Regions from separate parts of the Sus scrofa genome. Here region 1 is linked to region 2. The links are chromatin contacts, called in public Hi-C maps. All regions are on one chromosome and are shown on one strand. The core of a region is the stretch at or near the end of the contact, and the rest is flanking DNA. Distances in the headings are between cores, read along the strand shown.

Region 1 (7,083 bases), core at 4,064-6,563, 41 kb before region 2:
TAACCCAGCTAAGACTCAGATCGGTACTTGAACCCATGGGCCAGGACTCAAACCCGGCCAAATCCCAGACTGGGACTTGAACTCATTGGTTTTTTTTTTTGTTGTTTTTAATTAAATTCACACACCTAGTCCCGGGGACGTACTGAAGTGCCGTGGATGTCTCAGCACAGAAAGAATTCAGTGAGCGGCAAAGTGATAGGGAAGAAGCAGCTTTACGGAGAGACAGAGTGTGGGCCATCTCAAAGGCAAGAGGCCCTGAAATGCAGGGTAGTGAGTTTTTCTGGGCTGGCGATTTCATAGGCTGATGAGTGGGAGGATTAATTCAACTATTTCTGGGAAGAGGAGGGGGTTTCCAGGAATTGGGCCACCACTCACTTTTTGGCCTTCTGTCTCAGAACTGTCACGGTGCCTGTGGATGCTGTGTCATTCAGTATATGCCAGGGTATTACAATGAGCATATAACGAAACTCCAGGTCCACTGAAAGTCAAATCATAAACCACCTTGGACCTAGTTGGTTGTAAACAGTTCTTACCATATCCTGAAGGACTCTGTCATTCTTTCAAGGTTTGTGCCCTGCCTCCTTCCCTCCCGTTTCAAATGTGCAGGGTGAGAGGAAGGGGCTGATGGGGGAAGAGCACAGGGAGAGTGACCAGGGCAGAGGCCCACATGGTTCTGCAGTGAGAGGACAGGACCACCCAGGAGCTGGAGCTCCTTGGTGAGGGGTTAAGTGCCAGAGGTGGGGAGGTCCAGGCTATGGAGTTCAGAGGTCACCAACTGGAAACCTGAGTGCATGTCTGGTTTGGCCACTGCTGTGTTTAAAACAACAGGAACCTTGGGGGTTTCCACCATGGCACAGTGGGTTAGGAGTCCAACTTCAGCCGCTCTAGTAGCTGCTGAGGTGTGGGTTCAATCCCCAGCCTGGGTGGTAGGTTGCAGGTGTGGCTCCGATTCAATTGGATTCAGTCCCTGGCCCAGGAACTTTTATATGCCATGTGTCATTATCTCTTCATCAGGCGTGTTCTAGGCACCAGGAAAATGATAATTAACAAGAGTAGGTTCTCGTCCTCCTTGACCTTAGGGGGAGTCAGACAATGCAGTGATCATCACAGAGAGGGTTACACCATCCCACACAGCAATAAAGGCTGTTCGGAGAAATACAGTTTCTAAGAAAACTAAGAGAATGGGGGGGGGCTAATTTAGACTGGGGATCAGAGAGGAGTGGGGAGTCAAGTCCCCATCTTCCTTTCATTTTAAGAATTTCTTTCCCTGTGCACTAACCCACTTGCTCTGTTGGCATTAAAGCTCCTTGCTCCAGCCTGGGGACACAGAAACCATTCAGTAAATACTGGCTCCTGTTATCATTGTTTTTCCCCACATCCTGCCACCTGTCATTCACACCCTCCTCCAGAGGAGCAAAGGGCAAGTGTCCCTGCAGGCAGAGGGAAGGCTAAGTGCCCTGATTTGTTGGCCTAGGCTTTTGTCACAAACCCTGAAGACTGATGGCCAGGAAAGAAAGGAGGCATCCTTTCTCTGGCTCCCACAGTGGGCTGAGTGTGGCGCCAGGGCCTTTACAGACATGCCTTCACTAACGTGGCACCATCCCCATTTTACAGATGGGGAAACCAAAACCCAGGGAGACCAGGGCAAAGCAGAGATAAAAACCTAGAAGATCTTGGCTTTGAAATGCACGTTCTTCACGCCACACAGCAAGCTGCCAGAAGAAACACAGTGGCTGGTGGTAGGAAAAACAAAATCAGACCAACAAAAAAAAGAAAACCACTGAGGAGTTCCCGTCGTGGCTCAGTGGTTAACGAATCCGACTAGGAACCATGAGGTTGCAGGTTCGATCCCTGGCCTTGCTCAGTGGGTTAAGGATCCGGCGTTGCCGTGAGCTGTGGTATAGGTCGCAGACGCGGCTCGGATCCCGTGTTGCTGTGGCTCTGGCGTAGGCCAACAGCTACAGACAGCTCTGATTAGACCCCTAGCCTGGGAACCTCCATATGCCGCGGGAGCGGCCTAAAAATGGCAAAAAGACAAAAAAAGAAAAAAGAAAAGAAAACCGCTGAAAACCATGTAGATGCACATCAATTGAGGATTAGCTAAATTCAGCATGGAATATTCACTCAATAGAATCCTGGTCTGCTGCTTGAAAAAATGAAGTAGATGAATGGCTTTCATACGTCTGTATCGTTTTCTAGTGGGAGGGAGTTGCCATAAGTGTGCCTTATATCTGTAATTATTTTAAAGTGGATGTCAAGCTCAATTCACAGGTGTGCAAGAAACAGAGCATCTGCTCATTTGCTTTATTATTTATTTATTTAGGGCTGCACCTGCAGCATGTGCAAGTTCCCAGGCTACGGGTTGAATCGGAGCGCCCTGTGGCCTCCACCACAACCACAGCAATGCCAGATCTGAACCACATCTGCAACCTACACCACAGCTCATGGCATCACTGGATATTTGACCCACTGAGCAAGGCTAGGGATCAAACCCGCATCCTCATTGATACTAGTTGGGTTGTAACCCGCTGAGCCACCGTGGGAACTCCTGCTCATTGGTTTTATATCAAATTTCTTTCTATCCAAAGCCCCAGCCAACCAGGCTGGTGGGAAATTCAACCTCAGCCATTTTTCATTGTCCTCCCCAACACACACGGCCCCCTCTCTAGGATAGTGCAAAAGTCCTGGGGTGGCAGCAAGGCTGTGGGCAGAGCAGGAAAGATTTGCTGTCAGGGCGGGGAGGCCTGGGCACCTTGGGTGGGGCTGGGAACTGTGCTTCCACCCTGAGGCCTCACCTGTCCCCCAGGCTCTGCCTGGCTCCCCCAGCTCAGAAGGAACTGGTGCCCCCATCTTTGCTCATAGAACCCACAGCCCTCAGCCTCCTCTTCCAGTTACAGAAAACTTTTGGGGGGTCTGGGAAGAACCACCCCCGTCTCTAATTAAGTTCCTCTGAGGCCCTCACTCTCACCTCTCCCTCCGGGAGGCACCTCTGCTGCCCCCATCACGGCCTCTTCCCACTCTCCAGAAGCTCCACAGCAAACTTGGGCCTTTAGCTACCAGAGGTAGTTAGAGTGCACCTGGCAGGTAACCTCTCCCTCTCTTCGCACTGTTCCTCAGACCTCCCCCGAGACAAGGAGGTCCAGAACCTCCCTTGTGTTTGGCAGAAGAGGGAAAAAAAATTAATATCTCAAAAAATTGTCTTGTCACAATTTATCCTGCTATTAAACATATATGTATATTATATGAACATATACAGTATACATTTAGTTATAAATATACACATATATGGGGGAAGGTGCTAGAGTAATAGAAATAAGTTTCTCCTGTTGTTTTTATTATCACTAACATGAATCACCATCTTGCAAGTGATTTCATTTAGAAATGCATTCAGCTGCAAGGAACTTAATGCCCAACTAACAGGGGCTTAAATATATTGGCTTTTGTTTTCCTCACATAACAGAAGTCTGGAGTCAGGCACAGCAGGGTTGATGCAGCAGCTCACAGGTGCATCAAGGACATAGACTCCTTCCATTTTTCTGTTCAACAATCCTCAACATGCTGGTTCCTCAGGCTTGTTGCCTCATGGTCCCAAGACAGCTGCTGTGGCTCCAGGCATCATATTTGTGTTAAAATAGGAACAGGAAAAATGAATAGTGCTTTGTAAAAGAAAAGCCAAAATTTTCCTGGAATTGCTCCTTAGCATTCCCACTGGGGTCTAATTAGCCAGAAAGTTGTCACATGCCTACTTCTAACTCTCAGGGAAGCTGCAAAGTGACAGTTGGCTGTTCCTGCCTTTTCGATGGAGGCAGGAAAGGGAGACAGGGCTTGGGAATGCCTGTTGGTTAACCACAGTGTTTGCCACATGAAAGCACAATGCTTTATGGTTTACAAAATATCTACCTTTGCCATTTTACGGAAGCTGCAATTGAGGCCCAGAGAGAGCAACTGTGTTGCTTAAGTTCACGCAGTGAGAGAGTGGTGAGGTAGGGATGGAGCCGATGGAACAGGAGTGGCACCCAGAGCCCTTGCCAGCACACCACACCCTGCCCAGATGTTTGTTCTCCAACTGGGTCCAAAGTTGCTCCAGGGCAGGCTGGGCTGAGGCTGCCGCTGGTGTCTCCGCAGGGACCACCAGCCAGGCAGCAGGAGTCCAGGCAGCCTAGACCCTGGGGGATGAGGGTGCCCCTTCGCCATTAGCACTGCAGCAGAAAAGCCCGGCCCATGGAGGGCAGGTAGACATAAAGAGCTGGGCTCCTACAGCCTGTCCCAGAGGCTGACAAAGGAGGGGAGGTGACAAAGGAGAGTGGGAGGGGAGGGTTATGAAGGGAAAGGGGACGGAAATGAGAAAGAGGATGTGATGGAGAAGAGGAGATGCAGGAAAGGTTGGGGTGCAGAGGGGGGAAGGAAAGGAAGGGAGGGAGGGAAGGGGAGGATGTGTGGAAGCCTTGATGCTGGACAGCAGGGGACGAGGGGCACCTGCCTCCAGCTGCTGTGCCCTCTATTCCATCCATGAAAATCTTTCCAAAATAACCATCTGACCATGTCACGGCTCTGCTCTAGACCCGCCAGGGCCTCCCCATGATCAGCTTACACCTTCATTGCCTCTCTCCTGCTCAAAGACCCTGCATGGCTCCCCTCTACCCTGAGGATAGAGTCTGGTCTCCTCACCATGGCCCTCAAGGGTCTGTGGGACTCTGGCCCCACCCATCTCTCCAAAGGTCACAGAACCTCCGGATCCCCCCGCATGCTCTCTCTGCACCCCAGCCACACTTCATTGCCCACTTGTCCTCCAACACCCTGCCCTCTTTCTCTTGCTCACAGGCCGTGTCCTCTCCCTTGGGCATTTTCGTTCCTCCTGATCTGGGTGCCTCCCACTGTCCTGACGGGTGCACTGGCAGGTGACTTCTCAGTGCATCTGTGCTGCCTGCCCCTTCCCCCCACGACCGACCCTGGAGCTCCTTAGAAGCAGGCTGTGTCCCTGCCCACCACGCCCCAGCACCCAGCAAACCCCAATCTTGTCAGTAGCTCTTTGGTATCCCCAAAGTGGAAGGAGTGGCTGACCCATGGTGGGGCATCGCAACACCAAGAGCAGGCTCGGGGCCCCAGCCAGGAGCCTGTCCACGCCTCACTGGCACCTTCAGAGGTGGGTGGGCCGCATCACCTGCTGGGAGTGGATGGGGCTTTTCCATCTGATGAATGAGGAGCCAGGGGCCCAGAGGGCAAAGACTTGCCCAGAGCCTCACAGGAACCTCACATCTTCTGCAGACGAGCAGATAAGGCCTGCCTGGCCCACCCCAGAGCACATGCTCCTCCCACCATGACCTGAAGTCTAGGGAGTGGTTAGATTCCTCTCTGAGCTCCTCCAGCAGCCAGCCCAGGGCAGGTACGAACCGACCTTGGCAGGAAGAAGAGGAGGGTGGTGACAAGTTCTTCAGCAGGACCCTGGAGGCGGGTTAGAGGTGGCAGGACCTCAGGGTGGGCATGGGTAAGCTGGCCCAAAGACTGCCTCTCAGCCACTCCGCATGACCCCCTCCCCACCCTGACTCTGGCCTCATCATCCCCCTTGTGGACATGGCCCCAGGCCCCCCTTTTCTGACCTCCCAGGTTCCCTTTCTCCAAGCCCCTCCTTCCTCTCTAGGCCCCACTCCCAGGATCTCCATGAACCAGGGGACAGAGCAGGCCTCTCTGTCTGCCTTTTGAGGCCCCTCATGGTCTGACTCCTACAGAGCAGCACCCCGGCCCCAACATTCCGTTCCCAGCCCCCACAACGGTCTCAGCAGGGACAGGGCTCATCCTGAGGGTGGGGAGGCACAGACATGGGAGGCACGCGCACTGGCTTCTTTATTGGCAGAGTCTTAGAGACTCAGTAAGGCACAGAGTCCAGTAGGGGGACGGGGCGCCCTGGGGGACGTGGTCAGGAATACCTGGGCCTAAGTGCTGGGCACCCCATGGAGGCGAGCGCTCCCCTTCTCTGAGCAGCTCTCAGCATTTCTCTCCTTCAGGACCCTCTCCTGGGGAGCCTTAAAACAAGGGGCCCTTTTTTCCCAAGAGGGCAAGTGGGGGCAAGGGGAAATGAGGCAGCTGGGGGAGCGGGGGAGCAGGAGGGACAGGCCTGATGCTCCTCCTCCCCGAAGGCACTAAGAGGGTCCCAGCTCAGGGGCATGTCCCGGAGGTGGGGCAGGGTGAGGGCTCAGCCTGGCTGTCACTGAACCCCGAGGCACCAGGTGGGCTGGCTGCAGGGGGCCTCAGCTGAAGTCGCGGTTGGGCAGGAGGAGGGGGGCTACCAGGGTCCACAGGTAGAGGAGCAGCCCGGCCCAGCTGGCACAGATCTTCACCCACACGGCGGTCCACGTGCTGATCATCTTCCGGGTCTCACCGGGTCTGGAACACACCACCATCCCAGTGAGCCTGGTCCCTGATCCCGTGACCTCAGTCCTGGCCTAGACTTCACCTCTGGCTCCTACCCTGTAACTCTAGCCGGCCCCCATCTCTGATACTTTTGACACTTAGCTTTAAGACCCTACATTTAGCTCTTGACCTTGTACCATAGACCTGACCCTGACCTCAATGTCAACCTTGACCCCAATCCTAGGCTGTCATATTGTGACCTGATTCTGGTCACTTACTTTGCAATCTTAATTCTATGACCTCACTCCGGTTCTCTGACTTTGGCACCCTGAAGCTCCTGACTTCAGTCCTGACCTCTAACCTTGACTCTGACTCTCAATCCCATCCATAACCCTATCCCTGACCTTATAACCACAGTTCTTTCCTTTTCTTTCTTTCTTTTTTTTTTTTTTTTTACTTTTTTTTTTCTCTTTAGGGCAACTCCTATATAGAGGTTCCCAGGCTAGCAGTTGAATCGAAGACATAACTGCCAGCCTATGCCACAGCCACAGCTACACCAGATCCGAGGGACATCTGTGACCTACACCACAGACTGTGGCAACGCTGGATCCTTTAGTCCACTGAGCAAGGCCAGGGATAGTGGTTGGGTTCTTAAACTGCTAAGCCACCATGGAAACTCCTCACACAGTTCTGATATCGCTGATCTCAATTCTGACCCTTGGCCCATAGGCCCCA
Region 2 (6,491 bases), core at 2,667-5,166:
GAATTAGGAAGTGCCCTTGATTGTTTAATGCTCTACTCTACAACTTTGAAATCCTTAATAATTTTTTAACAAGGGATCTCACTTTTATTTTGCACAGGGACCCATCCATGAAGTAACACATCCTACTTGTTTACCTTCTGCCTCTCACGCAGGTCAGTCCTTGACCTCAGAATCTGTCCTGCCCACTCTGTGCCCCCAGGGCCTGGTGGAAGCTAAAAGAACAAAGGCCCAAAATGTAAGAATAAAATGAATGGATTCCGTTGTGGCATGTTAACGAATCGACTAGGACATGAGGCGGGGGTTGGCAGGGAACGATTGGGGGTGAGTGGGGAGGGGAGAGGGGAAGGCGGGCTGGGAGGGGGACAGCTGATTAATAGGGAAATAGGGAAGCGGAAGAGAAGAAAAAAAAAAAAAAAAAAAAAAAAAAAAAAAAAAAAAAAAAAAAAAAAAGGAAAGGAAAAGAAAGAAAGAGGGGAAAAGGGAAGGAGGAAAGAAAGGAAAGAAAGAAAGAAAGAAAGGGAGGGGGAGGGAAGGAAGGAAGAAAGAAAGAGAGAAAGAGAAAGAAAGAAAGAAAAAAGAAAGAAAGGAATTCACCTGTTTTACCTTGAAGAATGAGGTAGAAGGAATTTTCAGTGTAAACAGAAGTTGAAAGAACATTCCAAGCAGAGGGAACAACATGGGCAAAAGCACCCATGGGTGAAAATTCCCCATGGGCAGGAAGGACCAGGACGCCCTGGGAAATATGCTGGCCTCAGCTGAACCCCCAGGCTGGGGGCGGCAGCAGAGTGGGAGGGGCGGGGCAATGACTGGTCTCTGAAAGGAGCTCTTTCCCTGGCTGGGGGCAGGGAGAAAGCCCTGGAATCCAGAGGAAGGGGTGCTAATTAGTTTCCCCAGAGGGGCCTCTCTTGTCACTGGCACTAGGGAGAGGCCAGGCCAGGAAGTCAAGGGCAGCCAGTAGGGACAGCTTGGCTCACGTCCAGGCCATCAAGGCTGAGTGATCTTAATGACTCCAATCAAAATGAGGGTGGCACTATTGGGACAGACCTCAGGGGTCCGACTCATGGGTGCCCTCTCAGTAATAAGACTTCTCTGCACCCCAAGGCCTCCACCCCAGCCCACACGTGCCCCCCTCCCCTTGGCAGCTGGGTAGTCCTCAGGGTACCAGGACCAGTGAGAGGTCAGAAGAGGCCCCAGCAAGGGGTGCCCCAGCTGCCTGCAGGGACAGGAGATAATGACCTCTTGGGGTTTATGGGCGTAGGGCTTGGCCCCGCCAGCTCAAAGGAGGATGGCTGGAACCCCTCCACCACCCCCTGCCCAGAGTTTAATATTGCCAGTCTGGGCCTGTCTCCTCTTCCCCTCCCCTCCTGCCACTTGCTGTCCTTCACTCCTGACCTCCTGGCCACTTGATCAGTCACGTTCATTCTGGCGTCAGAGACTTTGCACTTGCTGTTGTCTCTGCCTGGAGATCCCCCCAGGCATGGCTGCTCCTTATCATTAGGCAGGTCTCAGCTCAAACAGCACCTCTTCGACCAGAAAATCCATCCTCCAGCTGGACGCAGCTCTTCTCAACCAAGTCACCCTGTTTAATTTTCATACTGCCTGGCTCGGAATCCTACCCCTATCATCTACTAGCTGGGGCGAGTTACTGAACACCTCTGTGCCTCTATTTCCTCATCTATAAAATGGGGGTGATGGGAGTTCCTGCTGTGGCACAAGGCGATTGGCGGCGTCTCTGCAGCACCAGGACACAAGTTCAATTCTCAGCCCAGCAGAGAGGGTTAAAGGATCCAGAGTTGCTGCAGCTTCGGTACAGGTCCCAACGGCAGCTCAGATCTGATTCCCAGCCTGGGAACTCCATATGCTACGTGGTGGCCAAAAAAAAAAAAAAAAAAAAAAATGGGGATAATAGTAGCACTTATGTCATTATACTGTCGGAAGTAATCAATGAGGGGTTCCCTTTGTGGCTCAGCAGTAACAAACCTGATTAGGATCCATGAGGACCCAATGGGTTCTATCCCTGGCCTTGCTCAGTGGGTTAAGGATCCAGTGTTGCCATGAGCTGTGGTGTAGGTCACAGACATGGCTCGGATACCATGTGCTGTGGCTGTGGTGTAGGCTGGCAGCTATAGCTCTGATTTGACCCCTCTCCTGGGAACTTCCATATGCCATAGGTGCCACCCTAAAAAAAAACAAAAAAGGAAGTAATCAAGGAGATGACACAAGCACATAGTAGGGCTCCATAAATGGTAGCCTTCGTGACCATCACTGTCTGCTTCCTGCTGCAGCCCTCCTTGAGAGAAGAGATTTGTCTGCTTGCTCAGAATGCACCCCCAGGGAGTTCCCATCATGGCTCAGTGGAAACGAATCCAGCTAGGAACCATGAGGTTGCAGGTTCAATTCCTGGCCTCACTCAGTGGGTTAAGGATCCAGCATTGCCATGAGCTGTGGTGTAGGTTGCAGATGTGGCTCAGATCTGGTGTTGCTGTGGCTGTGGCATAGGCCAGCAGCTGTAGTTCCGATTCGATCCCTAGCCTGGGAACGTACATATGCCACAGGTGCAGCCCTAAAAAGACAGAAGCAAAAAAAAAAAAAAAAAAAAAAAATGCAACCCCGCAATGTACCAAGCATCTGGAACAGTGCCTGGTACACACAAGATGCTCCAGAAATATGTGTTGGTATAATTGATCTGTATGTTTCTCTCCTGGTATTTTACCCTCTTCCTACTCTCCCCATTCCCCATATAAGCAGGGCATCTGTTACTCAGACTAGAGACCTCCCCAGGCTGGAACAGAAAGAGCTGAGAGCAGAGACACCACAGGCCCTGAGAAGACCCTGCAGGTGGCAGCCAGAGCCCAAAGGGGGACCTACCAGAATGACCCCCAAACCACAGTGTGACCCCCAACTCAGCAGAACAATCCCTGTGCCCTTTACTGTGACCGGGGAGAACTGGAGAAAGACGGTGGCCCCGGAGGGCCATTCAAAGCAAAAAGGACGAGGGTGTCACCAAGGTGTTCCAGGCAGACACATGGCGGGAAACACACACACAGGGCAACCCAAATGCTGGTTCTACTTGCATTCCCATCCCACCTCAACTTCTACATCCCCCTGGGCTGAAGAAAAAGAAAGTTCTACTTCTTATACTCTTGAGTCATGGCCTGACAATCATACCTGGCCCTCAATGAGGAAATGACATCATCATTGCTCACTGACCTCCCTGGGCCTCAGTCTGTCATCCATAAGGGGTGAGGGGGCAGTTTCACATCTCTCCCAGATGCTCTGCAGGTTTCAGGCTTGATAAAAAGCTCCCAAGGACTTAATGTGCTATCTCATGTAATCCTCCCAAAAACCCTGAGAGATAAGAACCACTAGAATCTCTGCTTTACAGATAAGGAAACTGAGGCAGAAAGAGATGGGTAACCTGGTCTGAGGCTGCATAGTTGGTCTGACTGGAGTCCGCATCGCCGATCCCCAGGCCCGCCCCCTTCTCCAAGCACGCAAAGCGGGCAGGCAGAAAGTGACAATGTCTCTGAAACCACGAAGACCTGTGCTGATGACAGCGGGCGGCAGACAGGGTAGGGGTCCCTGGACAGAGCAGAGGTGAAGAGGGGTGTGACTCCGTGGGCGGCCAGTGTGGCCCAGGGAGAGGCGCAATACCATACTAGCCACAGGGACAGCCAACCAGCAAACGGTGGAAAAGCCCCGCCCCCAGGCCACGTTCAGCCGCCTAGGGAATGACCTGGCCGGTGTCAGGAGGCCCAAGACAAGTGCCAGCTCTGCCTCTAGCTCTCAGGGTGACCTCTACAAATCCCTCTCCTCCCAGGGCCTCAGTTTTCCCCGTCTGGCCCCAGTACAGATGAACCAAGGCTGGATGCACAGTAAGGGGACCGAGATAGGATCTGCAGTGCCACCTAGTGGACAAACTGGTGCGTGCCTCCATCAGCTCCCAGATCTCACAGAATCTGGGAGGATCTCACAGAATCGCCCTTCAATCTTGATCCTTGACCCAGAAAACATGGAGGAGGCCCCACCAGTCCCACTGCTGGGCCTCAAAAGAAGGGAAAGGTCAGGAGGAGGCCCAGGGGAGGCAGGAGAATTCCCGGGCCCTGGTTCTGCCCCTCAATTACTGTGTAAGCTTGTGCTCCCCTTCCTTTCTCTAGGCCTGCTTCCCTGTTTCTAAAAAGGGAGTAATAGGATGAAGCCTGATCCAGGAGGCATAAGGCTTGGTTTCCATCCTATTAATGAGCTGTGTGAACTCAGGTCAGTCTTACCCTTTCCTGGGCCTCCGTTTCCCCATCTGCACAAGTTGATGAGGCTAAATGGCCTCAGGACCTCTGGCTCTGACATTTATGTGTTTAGGGAGATTAAGAGCCAGTTCAAGGGCCTCCAAGGAGAACGTCCTTAAAGAAGGACTAGGAGTTCCCATTGTGATGCAACAGGATCATCGGCGTCTCTACAGCGCCAGGACACAGATTGGATCCTTGCCTGGCTCTGTGGGTGAGAAGATCTGGCTGTGGTATAGGTCACAACTGTGGCTTGGATCTGATCCTTGGCCTAAGAACTCCACATGCCATGCTGTGCCCAAAAAAGAAAAAAAAAATTTTTTTTTTTGTCTTTTTGTTCTTTTTAGGGCTGCTCCTGCGGCATATGGGGGTTCCCAGGCTAGAGGTCTAATCAGAGCTATAGCCACCAGCCTATGCCATAGCCACAGCAATGCCAGATCCGAGCCGCGTCTGTGACCTACACCACAGCTCATAGCAACGCCAGATCCTTAGCCCACTGAGCAAGGCCAGGGATCGAACCCACAACCTCATGGCTCCTAGTCGGATTCGTTAATCACTGAGCCATGATGGGAATTCCCAGGAAAAAAAAAAAAAAAAAATTTAAGGAAGGACTAGGCTGAAATCATTTCCCAGGGATTATGGAAGGTCACATGATATTGAATATTTATTCGGGTTTGTTTTTGGTTTTTTGGCTGCCCCCGAAGCATGCAGAAGTTCCTGGGCCAGGGATTGAACCCAAGCCACTGCAGTAACCAAAGCCACTGTAGCGACAATGCTGGATCCTTAATCTGTTGAGCCACCAGGGAACGCATATATTCAGGTTGTTTCTTGTTTTGTTTTGCTTTGCTTTGCTTTCTAGGGCCGATCCGTGGCATATGGAGATTCCCAGGATGGGGTCAAATTGGAGCTACAGCTGCCAACCATCACAGCCACAGCAACACGGGATCCAAGCTGCATGTACAACTTACACCACAGCTCCTGGCAATGCCAGATCCTTAACCCACTGAGTGAGGCCAGGGATCAAACCTGCATCCTCATGGATACTAATTGGCTTCATTTCCGCTGTGCCACCACGGGAACTTCCTCAGGTTTTTAACTTGACAGATTTACTGAGAAAACCCTTGGTGCCAGACCCTGCACAGTGTCTTGTGCCAAATAATAGCATGCAAGACAACCACAATCTTCACCCTTGAGGGAAAATTCACAGCCTAGTCAAGGGCACGGATTAGTAAACATTTACCCTCTTGTCTAAACAAGTACGATAGGATTATGGACAAGTCACAGCCATAGCAGTGTTGGAAAATGAAATATCAGAAGGGAGGTGACATGTGAGTAGGGTTTTGAAGGGTAAGGGTGAGTATAACAGATACTGCTTTTCATTAATTTATTTATTTTTTGGTCTTTTTAGGGCCGCAGGTGCAGCTTATGGAAGCACCACAGCCACAGCAATGCCAGTTCCAAGCCATGTCTGTGACCTACACTACAGCTCACAGCAACAACGGATATTTAACCCACTGATTGAGGCCAGGGATCAAACCCCCATCCTACCCGCATCCTCATGAATGCTAGTCAGGTCCGTTACTGCTGAGCCACAACAGGAACTCCAGATACTGCATTCTTTTAAAATTAAACAATTTTTCCTGCCACATTGGCTTGTGCAATCTTAGTGAAAGTTCTCTCAGATACAGAGAAGGGTGCAGAGAGGAGCTGAGATCAAGGGTCAGAGATGTCTGTTGAACACTTAATGGTGAAAAAAGAAATGTCTTATTCTGATATGAAGGAATCAAAGTACCCAGGGCAAACCTGAATTTGACCAAATCATTGCTTCGAGTTTCTTCCTCTGCTGCGAGACACAAACAAGCTCAAACTGTCTCGGGGCAAATGGCTTTACCACAGTCTCTCCATTCTTGGGATCTCTTTTGTTGACAATGTCCCATGGGATGCATTTGGATGGAGACAAGATCACAGCTGACCAATGTGCTACCTAGGCTCACAGAAACCACTTGCTATAGTTTCAGGAATTTTGCAAGCTGGCTGTTGAATAGACATTATGAAAAATTCAATTGTAGGAGTTCCCATCGTGGCACAATGGTTAACGAATCCGACTAGGGATTTCATGAGGTTGTGGGTTCGATCCCTGGCCTTGCTCAGTGGGTTAAGGATCTGGTGTTGCCATGAGCTGTGGTGTAGGTCGCAGATAAGGCTCGGATC

What was found. Hi-C and Micro-C count contacts between places; a contact is called where the count stands out from the background.
Region 1: a contact with region 2 is called in a Hi-C map of fetal liver, with 1.9 times the contacts expected there. The contact joins two enhancer-like sites. A contact is called at or near these places in 2 of 5 promoter capture datasets (fetal liver and liver), 16 of 47 Hi-C or Micro-C datasets (alveolar macrophages, embryonic fibroblasts, epiblast stem cells and 9 more) and 1 of 2 datasets of contacts at active chromatin or transcription factors (skeletal muscle).

Annotation. Positions count from the first base shown.
Region 1 is chr6:88,015,876-88,022,958 of Sscrofa11.1, reverse strand. It overlaps SERINC2 (serine incorporator 2), which reads right to left. Exons shown (of 10, transcript NM_001244148.1): 10 at 5,818-6,381. The coding sequence ends at 6,246. Among named protein-coding and RNA genes, the nearest start is that of SERINC2, 24 kb to the right of the region's middle. Within about 2 kb of position 5,313, at least 7 of the 83 cell types and tissues checked have an H3K27ac peak or open chromatin away from gene starts, as enhancers often do. A contact at or near this core is called in fetal liver, where this site is marked.
Region 2 is chr6:87,974,261-87,980,751 of Sscrofa11.1, reverse strand. No RefSeq gene overlaps it. Among named protein-coding and RNA genes, the nearest start is that of SERINC2, 18 kb to the left of the region's middle. Within about 2 kb of position 3,916, at least 32 of the 83 cell types and tissues checked have an H3K27ac peak or open chromatin away from gene starts, as enhancers often do. A contact at or near this core is called in fetal liver, where this site is marked.